Regions from separate parts of the Zea mays genome. Here region 1 is linked to region 2. A link is a contact called in public Hi-C data. All regions are on one chromosome and are shown on one strand. The core of a region is the stretch at or near the end of the contact, and the rest is flanking DNA. Distances in the headings are between cores, read along the strand shown. Region 1 has its middle 18 kb from the start of LOC100217208. Region 2 holds the start of LOC100282727 (plant IF-like protein).

Region 1 (5,662 bases), core at 408-2,907, 450 kb before region 2:
TACCTGGAGGAGGTGAGTACAGCAAGAGTGAGCTCACGTATGTTCATTGCTCAACAATTTGTGGTGAATAATGTGCACAAGCTTACTTACGGTATGGCTCATGTGAAATATGTCTTATAAAAGAAGATGGTTAAAGCTGAGCATTGCTTTTAAATTTAGTTAAAATTTTATTAGCAGTTATTAGGTATAAGTAGATACCAACCCAAATAAATAAGAGATCAATATTAATAATAAAACCCGTAATGCAATGCATATGACAAATTAAGTTTAGTTCCATAAATTACTGATGTGAGGGTCCGAGCCACTCATGACTGTGAGAACAGTTGATATACCAGTTTGCCACTCTGTAGAGGTTGCACATCTTTACCCACAAGTCGTGTTATTCATTGCCACGGTCATGAATCCCATACATCTCTACTGAGGAGACGAGGCAAAGTAGCACTACGAGGCCTTTACAAAGTTCTAATAGCTTCAGAAAACCCACTACGGTTTCTGAGAAGGGCGATATAAGAATCCATCGTCCAAAAAGCCATCGCAGAATGATCGACCCGAGAACTTCCCTATATCGGCAGCTCCTCTACCGTCCTTGCCCCTTTCGAGTAAGGTAGTCCTCCACTAGCTTTCCTAATTAGTCAGCCAAGGGCGTCTCATATCACTCTTGTGGTAGCACTGTTTTCTCGGGTGGTTCTCCATGTTCCAATTAACACAATAATCATATCATAAACAATAATTAAATTAACAACAAAATTGGAACATGATCATAATTCAGTATAACATTAATCCCAAAACCAGGTAGAGCAATAGCAAGTCTACCTAATAGTTCATGTGTCTGCAAGGTGTGGCGTAAATAAAACTAGTGAAACCTATTGGGTCCCATCAAATTAACATGAGCATGTCACAGTGATTAACAGGAACATTATTAGGTAAAGAAGAGTGATCAAGCGTACAACTTGTCTTTGACTTGTGATCCCAAGTACTTCACTAAATTGGTCTTCGGGTTCCTCGTGGCCTCGCTGCTACTCGAAGCAATACATACAAATAAACAAGGAATGCATAAAAATAATAGTACACCAAACATGAGAACAACCAGCGTAAGGATATTCTACGTGTTGCTACGAGATCGTGGGTTCGAGAACCACAAAAATCGGAGCTACATTTAGAAAGATATGATTTTCCAAAGATTTAGGTGATTAAATAATAAAAAATATATTATAAATCATGTGGTAAAGATATTACCAAAAAATAACTTAATTGAACCTTATTCTAAGTTACAACTTGATTTGAGATCATATTCTAGTTAAATTATAATTATGGACATATTAACCTTAATAAGAAGAGGTAGTAAAATAAACATAGGTTAAATATAAAAGTACATGATGTGTTATGAATAATGTTTTACTGCATAGACAATTTTATTACGAATCTAACGCAACTTGAACAGATCAAATCAGAGTTAAAATGAGCAAGATATGCAATAAATAAGATTTAGGATCACTTTATACTAATTTTACTAGATCCAGGGATCAATTTGTAAATTCTAGGGGCCTATACTCAGTTATTTAACACGACAAAGGATGGGGGGTTGAAATCTACAAACTCTTAGGGCTCTTTTACAAAACAGCCGCGCCGAAGGGGGTACAGGTTAATATGAGCCGCTCAGATTTAGATCAATGGCTCAGATTAGACCGTTCATCCAAGTAAACCGGTATGTGCTCGGGATGCTCGGATCTTAAATGAACGACACGGATTTTATGAAGCCTGATCTTTTCCGAGTCCCGCGATCATGATCCAAGGGCTCCGATCAATCCCACCCCATCGAGACCTAACACCTAATCATGGTCGTCTATCTAGGAACCAACGACACATACCCCGTCTTCACTCCCAGACAACCCAAGGCGGCGCCGCCCACCCATCACGGCCATGGTTCGCCGGTGAAGGCATAATGGGCGACCCCCTGTGCAATCTCCCACGTGGTTTAGCGCTCTGCAAGGAGTAGAAAACATCGAAGCTAGTAGTGGCGCCATACGGAGGAATTAGGCTGTGAAAAATACCCGCCCACGGTGGGGGCGGATCTGCGGCGGAGCCTTGTCTCCAGCGAGCAATTGAGTCGGCGATGGTAGCCCTATCCACCCGATGACACCGCAGAAGGTTTGCACATGAACTAGCGTTCATCCCCGACCACGCCACGTGCATAGGACAGCCATGGAATTGTGGGACCATGACGGCGGCACAAAAATCTCCCTTGGCATGCACTTCACGCCCGGGTGATGATGGTGGCTTCGAGTTGTCGACGCAGCCTGATATGGGGTCACGGATCGTAAGTTTTATAAGGTATGGGGAGAGTCTGATACGGGTGGAATCGGATCGAGCGAGTGACCAATCCCGGCGGCTACGGTCTCTCTGTTTGGTTACGACTTCTGCCTTATCGCTAGGTAGGTGACATCTGAGTAGGGGTCCCACCAGCCAGTGCCCGAGACAGAGCATGCGCGCGGGCGAGTCTCTGGCGAGCGTGGCCCACCCGACGGTGGGAGAGGCACTCAGTACCGATGTATGCGCTATGTGAGGTCAGACTGACCGGTGGGGCCCACACATCATTCTTGTGGGGAAAAGAAACGGGGCAGAGAAGTGGCCCGACAAATGTCTGGATGTGAAGCTGGACTGCGCAAGATGGGATGGGGTGAGGTAGCCGGTTGCACGGGTGAGATGGGCCGTGGGGTGGAGAGATGGCCCAGAACAGGCATAAATTCTTTTCTTTTGTCTTAATTTCTTTTTAAGTTCAAATCTAGTTTTGAGATTCACATATTTGAATGCACAACCAAAGATATAGCATGATGCAAAGTATATATATTTTATTTTACTATCATTATTCAACTCTTTTAAGTAAATGCCCCAAATCGTATAAACTTGATAAAAATGCAACACACAATTTAATAATTAGGGTTCCTTTTATTAAATAAAATAAGTATTAACTTCATTGCAAATTAGATGTCTATTACCTTTTTATAAATGACCATGAAGTCCCTATTAGGCCACACTTTTGTATACCTCTTCAAAAAGTATTTCAATGTATAGGTTTCCATGAAAGGAATAATTTAACTCCCTAGAGGCTCTTTTCATTTAATCCCTTGATTCACAACATAAGTATTTTAATCTTGTGGTAAACATCCTAAATTACCTAAAATATGACTTTAGGGTATTATAGTTGATTTCTACTTGGCATTTCTCAAAACAAATTTATGATTAAGTTTTCTGTTCCTTTTTTGTTTTGGACAAATAGATCTCATTCAACCCAAACGCATTTCATGCAAGATATGAAGGTAATCCTAGGTTACCGTCTTGGTTGCCTCATGTTTGTTTACCTTCGATTGCTTTCCAAATTATAACCTGAATTTGTTTCGTGTGTTGAGAGCTGTGAAGGTCTGCTAGCATGTTGTTTGATAGTGTTAGAATTGTATTAGGGTTTGGGAATCTTCCCTATGTATTTTACCCTCTCGCCCCTCTGTAATGGGCCAGGCCTAACACCAAGTCTATTAATACATATCCCCACCCTATTCTAGGGTTAGGGGTTTCAATATGGTACCAGAACCAAACTCATTTTTCTCTCCCTCCCTCCCAGTCGGCGACTGCCTCTTTCTCTCCCTCCCTCCGAGCCGCCAACCTACCCAGCCGCCGGCTTCTCCCCGGCGCCGGCCACCCTGCTCCCATGGCGCACCTCCCCCACACCGGTGCTAACGCTGCCACCAGTCCGGGTGCGAGCGCCGCCACGGCTCTGCCCGCGGACGCCGCCTCCCTGCCCGCGACCCCCTTCCTGGCCACCGCCCACGTCGTCATTCCCCTGAGCGCGGCCCCCTCTATGCCCGCCTCACTAGGCGCGGCCGACCCTCTAGCCGCCGTGCAGACAGCTGGCCTCACCACTGTGATGGCCGCCCTGGGCGCGACCCTATAGGACCTAGGACACCGGCTAGAGGGCATGGTGAATAGACGATTTTAACTAAAAACAAAGACACTAGAGAAATTTAATCAAAACAACAAGAGATATAAATTTCCTAGCTTTGATAGGCTAACAAAATATGATGAGCAATTTATATCAATACTACAAATGATAGGCAATACACAAATCACTAACTACTTGCAAGTAATGAATAAAGAGTGAGAGAATGACACTGAAATTTATCCCGTAGTATCGGTGATTTGCCGATCACCCCTAATCCATGTTGAGGTGGAATTCAAGCTCTCATTTGCTCCTCTATCAAGACACGACTTGATATTTGAGCCAAGTGGACAAGAACTCACTCAATACCTCGATTCCACTAGCGTGGCCTTTGTCGCTCCAGCGAGTTGGGCACGAACCCCTCACAATCAACACTACGAATCCTCCACAATCTTCACGGAGAGCTCAACACCCGAGCCGTCTAGGAGGCGACAACCTCCAAGAGTAACAAGTCGATGATGCTTGCTCGGTGTACCACCTAGTGCCTCAAAAGATCACAATGGATGCAAATGCACTAGAACCTCTCAACCACTCACTAGAATGCAATCTCAAGCAAAGAGTGTGAGAGTTTGAGTTAGAGGTGTAGGAAACGGGTGACGCCTAAGAGGGGGGGTGAATTAGGACTTCTAAAACTTTTACTAAACTAGGCCACAATTAAATCCCTAGAGCAAAACCTATGCAAATAATCAAAACTAGAATGTGCAAACTCGGTTTTGTCTAAGTGTTGCTATCTCTACCGCAAAGGCTAAGTTTCAATCTACACTAAATAAGTATGACAATAAGATTGAAACTTAAATGCTTAATATAAATGCGGAATGTAAAGAGCTAAGTAGAGAAGCAAACTCTCGTGGAAGACGCCGGTATTTTTACCGAGGTATCCGAAACCACGCAAGGTCCCGACTAATCCTCGTTGGTGCCCCTACGCAAAGGGAAGCCCACGCGAGGGCCAAGCACCACGGTCGAGTAACTCCGTAGAGAGCCGCGGGCCTTCTCCACGCGCGAGTGGTGCTCCGCTTTCGGCTCCTCTCGGACGCTCCCCGCCGTCTCCACTATCGAGCTTCCGGCCGAAACGCCGCGGGCCTCGTTCCCTCCGGTACACGGTGGCGGCCGTGACACAAACGCGGTTGTCACGGTCTCGCAAGACTCTCGCCCCACTCGGTACAAATACAACGACTCACGCAAGAGCCGAGGGGTTGTGTGGTTTTACAAAACTCACTCAACTAACTAGGGTTCACCTAGAGCAAGCGCTAAAGCGGTCTAACTAACCTAAGCACTTCGCAAAGCACCTACGCTAATCACCGAGTGATTCTATTAAGCACTTGGGTGTTTGAGCTCTTGGAAATATGCACTATGTGTCTTGGTATGTTGCTTGGGCTCTCACACTTGAGAATGGCCGGTTGGGGTGGTATTTATAGCCTCCACACCCCAAACTAGCCGTTGGACAGAAAGCAGCAGCTTTCTGTCGTCGGGTGCACCGGACAGTCCGGTGCACCACCGGACATCTACTGTGCATTGTCCGGTGCACGCCACGTCAGCCGACCGTTGGCGCCTGTAGCAGTCGACCGTTGGATCCGACCGTTGCCGTCTGCCCGTTGGCACACCGGACAGTCCAGTGCACACCGGACAGTCCGGTGCACACCGGACAGTCCGGTGCTACAGCCAGAGAGCGCC
Region 2 (5,109 bases), core at 53-2,552:
TTTTTCTTCAGGTCAAGGCCACGAGTTCACGTGGAGCCAGGCACTTGTCTTGGCAACGAAATGACAGAAGCGTAGCTTTCAATACTCCGAAAATACTGTATTCACATCTAGCGGAAGCCAGAGCAAAGGATACAGGTATTATCCACGCTGCAAGTGACTTGTTCATGTCATTAATTAGACTTGAAAAAATGGGAACCAAATTACGTGCCGACATACTTGGTCAACCTGCGCACGCTGCGCAGCAAATCTAGGAGTAGAGTAACATGGTTTTGGTGCATGGAGTCAACGTGATTCATCGCAGCATACAGGTTAATTGCGTGGGACAGAACCAGCGGACTAAACAATTGCCCTTTCCGTCCTGTTCCCAGTTAAAAAAAAATGAACGTATATAGGACCAACCAAGGCATCTTCGTGAGTGCTTGCATTGCAAGGAGACGAGGACAAAGGCATCTTGTAGTTCAAATCAATTCAAATTCTTCGAAGACTATTTTGTTAACCCAACCCCACCCCCCAAAAAAATGGCGTAGAATTCGACAGGGCCCTATAGTATAGGCTGCTGAGTCGACTGACGTTTTGCTCCCAGATACGGTACACATGGTGTTTGTTTGAGATTAACTTATTTTAAACTAATATTTAATTCAAAATAAGTTGAATTATATAATCTGGACAGATTATAATCCCAAATAAATAGTACGTACAAATAAAAAAAGAAAACAGGGGGCAGAAAAAATATATTTGCTGTTATGATTTCGAAGGGGAACCTCCGCAAACGAACAGGTCCGACTTGGAAGAAAAAAACGGATCAGAGCAGTCAGAGAGCAGCCGCTCAAAATCTCACGAGTTCCCAACATTTCCAAGATATAGAAATAGAAAGGGGGCGACAAAACAACAGGAAGGGCGCGAATGCCGGCAAAGGAAAGGTGGCAATCACGGTCCCAGGCGCACAACTCAGCATGAGCAGCAAGGAGCGGCGGAGAAGAACCACGCACCTCCAGCGCGAGCGGAGCAGCCCACTCCTGCTGTCCCGCTCTCGGCAGATTATGCCTCGTCCTCGTCCTCCTCCTCCTCCTCCCGGCTCCACCTCCACGGACTGCTGCTGCACGCCCGGAGGCGACGCGCTCCGACGGCCGGGCAGACAGGGGGTGAGGGGGGCGAGCGAGTGTTTCCGGTCCGCCGGCGGATTCCGCTGGGTTCCGGAGGCAAAAGTGAGCCTTTTGCAGAGGCGGCGCCGGCGAGCAGTGCTGATAGATAGGGAGGAAGAGGAAGGGTGGGGGAAGGGAAACAAAACGAGGATCCCGGGATAGAAACGCTGGCTTGGGTTTGGGTTTGAAATCGGAGTGCTGGCATGTGGGCCCCGCGTGTGGCGCGCGGCAAGGTCCAAATTTTTCCGTCGGGGGCCCGTGCGCCGCCACGTGCTGACATGGATCCTCTGTGGCACGGCGCCGCAGCGCATGTCCTGCGTGGCCTGCCACGGCTATCCGCACTCTATCGTACGCTAAAGTTTTAGGCTATCCGCACTCATTCTACTCTAAGGTAGTGTTTGGTTGAGGAGCCAAGTAGAACGGAGCCGTTCTATCCCCGATTCTAGGAACGGAGCCGCTCTGTTCTGTGTTTGGTAATCTGGAACGGAGCGGCTCTGTTTTTTGTTTGGTTGTAGAGTGAACGGAGCGGAGCGTGACTGTGAGAGCGGGATGGGAACGGAGCGGCTCCGTTCCGTTGATTTTTTGGAGCGGAATGGTTCCGGATCTGAGGAGAATATTCTCTAATTGGAGTCATTTCGTTCTAGTTACTTTGTAACCAAACAGCAACAAAACTGGAACAGAACGGCTCCGTTCTACTTGGCTCTCCAACCAAACACTACCTAAATTTCTACTCTAAAAGAAATATTCTATCCTCATCATCAAGATTCTCTACCTTATATCATAATCTACTGCAGTCATATTTACTTCATACATCAACTCTATACCAATCACCACATATATTATATATCTTTTTTTGTCTCCTACTGCCACACCGGCTGATGGCGCTCGGCACCGTACCTGCTGCATAGATGTGTGGACTGATAGAGTAAAAAAGCATCGACGCTGTAAATAGCGTTTTGTTTGCCCCCCATAAGTTTACAGCTACCTATAGAGTACTCCACTGCAGTAAAATTTTACTCTATATCTAGCCTTATATTGGTGACGTCTTCTTTACAGTATATCACTACGGGTAGCCTTAGCGTATGAAATAGAGAGAGAGAAAACACCGCAACGTCGGCTATGAATCACATTATAGGATAGCGGCACCTGAAATACGTCATGACGTAAGTATGAAGAGACTTCGCTATCTTTTTTTGGCAATTATATTTTAAACTGGAGGTGGTAGTTGAAAGTAAATGAATAAAATATATGGCAGTTGGATATATAGAAAATTTATAGAGTAACATGAGTGCAACAGAAGTTAATATAGAGCAAATAATCTTGTTGACTGGATTAGAATATATATTCTTTTTGAAGTAGAAATATAGAGTAACAACAATGCGGATAACCTGAGGCGAGTGGGCTTTGAGGAAGAGACATGGCTTCATATTTTATTGAAAATTTGACAAGCAGTAGTTGCAACTGAACTACAGTAGTAGACATAGCTTTATACTTGTATGATATGACTGATAGTAGGGTTATTTGGAGATTTTATCTTCTTTCATTTCATTTTGTCAAGAAAACAAAGGAGAACCAATGTTATATATATATATATATATATATATCTCACTCTGTCCCTCAAAAAGTATATACATCGCAACTCTTTTTCTGTTTTTCATTTAGTAATTTTTATTAAGTAGATTCATAGAAAATGGTATGTATCTCTAGACGTGTTTTATCGTAAATATGTGTTTAGTATTAATTTAATAATATTTACTATGTATTATAAATAGTATCATTTTTTATTCCATCACGTACGATCCTCTTCTACATTGATACATATATCAAGCGATGCTAAGGATGATTCCAAAGGGGCACGTTAAAGAGTCATCTATATATTTAGAAAAGATTATATCTTCTATATGGTTTATCGGTGTGTCATGGACGATAGAGACTTTTTTTCCTCTCCTCTATCTATTTAGACAATGGATTTGAGTGTACAGGACGTTTAAGGATATGACAAAAAAAAACATGAAGAAAATATATCTATACTATGAGCCTTTGACGTGTAAAGGACGAGATGCCGTTGGAAAAGAAGTAAGATATAGAGAAAAAAACATATTTTCTGAAAAGAAAATATATAGAACGACGACATAAAAAGATACCGTTAGAGACACGGAGATGTGCAAACGCCATCCTGTTTCCTGTGCTGGCGGTAGCTAGGTAGCAGAGTACCTCATCTCGTCTCGTGACCCAGTACCATCCGTATACACGTACTCATAGTCATAGATGCACCTATTCACCGTGATCACGTGTACGCCGTGAGCCCCTCAACCCAGATGCATACGGCATGGACAAGTTCGTCCAATCAAGGGCACGTTTGCGACCTTGGCCCGCTGGGATGCAACACAAGTTCGTCCAATCAAGGGCACGTTTGCGACCTTGGCCCGCTGGGATGCAACGTATGTGCTTGTGTGGCTTGACTTGTTTTGAAGCTCGGTTCTGCACGTGCAAAAGTGGCTTTTCAGCTTGGCTCCCAGGAAACGAAGGTAGGCTCCGTTTTTTTTGACCTCGGCTACCGGTGGCGCAAACCAGCTCCTCGTGGCTGCTTCCAAGAAACAAAAGTGATTTTTAACCTGGCTGTCTACATGTGGCAAACATCGGCTCACTTGGACCAGGCTTATTTGGTACAGTTGCACAAATAAGATATATTGTATCAGTTGAGACCGGCTAACTTCAGCCTGGTTCACCTGAGCAAGCCGAGCCGGCCTCATACGCGTCGCAAACACGCCCCAAATGTCTTTTTTTTCGTACTCCATTATCTACCCATCACATTTTTTTATCTTGGTTATCGTGTGAATATATACCTTTGAGGTTAGTTTGGAAACCCAATTTAACTAAGAATTCTATTTTTTTCAAAGGAAAAATAGTTCTTTTTTTTTAAATGGACATTTCTTTGAAAAAATGGAGTTTCTAAACTAGCTCTTATACAAGAAACCATTTTTATCACATCAGCATTTTTACTGGGTTGGTAAATAATTAAGGCGGGATCTAATACACGGTGCCTATGTATATAATGCCATAACCTATCGATTGATATGTATGTACAGTGTTAGCTTTTATCTACCACAAAGTTCAGCCAGTAGTGACATCATTGCCACATCAACTTTTTGTTTTTATGTATGTTTGTTTCAAATGAAATTGGACGTCTCATTGCAAGAAAAAAATTGTGTATAAAAATTACAATACATTACATTACGTAAAGCAAATAAAAAATACATAATACGTAGATCCAATTAAAGTAAAAAGTATATAATGCATAAAACATAAAACTAACATTACTTGACTAAAATAAAAACTACATGAATCATAATAATAAAATCTAATTGTAGTGAGTGCAGATTCCAAACATACTCCATTAAATCATTTTGGAGTTGATGATGTAACATGGAGTGTTACCTCTCGCGGAAGGATAGCTGCAAACCTGTCGGTGCTTCGAGGAATCGAGGGTCACAGTTGGTGATGCAACGAAGGGCTTGAATATCTCACAGTCGTCTATATCGTATGATTCTCAACACTCATCCTCAATGGTTAAATTATACATAATGATATATACATGTATAAGCACACTTAGTACTTGCTGGAGAAAGAACGACGTGAGGTTACAAGAATATGAAATCGAGCCTTGAGCAGCCTAAATGCCCTCTCCACGTCCTTTCGCACCCCTTCTTGCATAGCACATCCGCTACTTTCGAGTCTGGGTATAGTCTTCATGCACACTAGCTACCGAGGGTATATGACATCAGCGATATAGTATCCCTGATTGTACTCATGGCCATTCACCGTGAAAGTTCACATTTGGTACTTTCCTCCCTAAGCACTTCAGTGAACAATAGTGAGCCCCTCAACACATATGCATACGACATGGACAAGGTCGTCCAATCAAATGTCTTTTTTGTACTCCATTATCTACCCATCACATCTTTTT

Evidence for each region. A called contact is a pair of places that touch in the nucleus more often than the background predicts.
Region 1: a contact with region 2 is called in a Hi-C map of ear, with 2.8 times the contacts expected there. The contact joins the enhancer-like site here to the promoter of LOC100282727 in region 2. A contact is called at or near these places in 2 of 25 Hi-C or Micro-C datasets (ear and endosperm).

The regions. Positions count from the first base shown.
Region 1 is chr8:133,522,241-133,527,902 of Zm-B73-REFERENCE-NAM-5.0, reverse strand. No RefSeq gene overlaps it. Among protein-coding and RNA genes, the nearest start is that of LOC100217208, 18 kb to the right of the region's middle. Within about 2 kb of position 1,657, at least 19 of the 20 cell types and tissues checked have an H3K27ac peak or open chromatin away from gene starts, as enhancers often do. A contact at or near this core is called in ear and endosperm, where this site is marked.
Region 2 is chr8:133,073,791-133,078,899 of Zm-B73-REFERENCE-NAM-5.0, reverse strand. LOC100282727 (plant IF-like protein) reads right to left here and starts at 1,302. Exons shown (of 6, transcript NM_001155634.1): 1 at 990-1,302.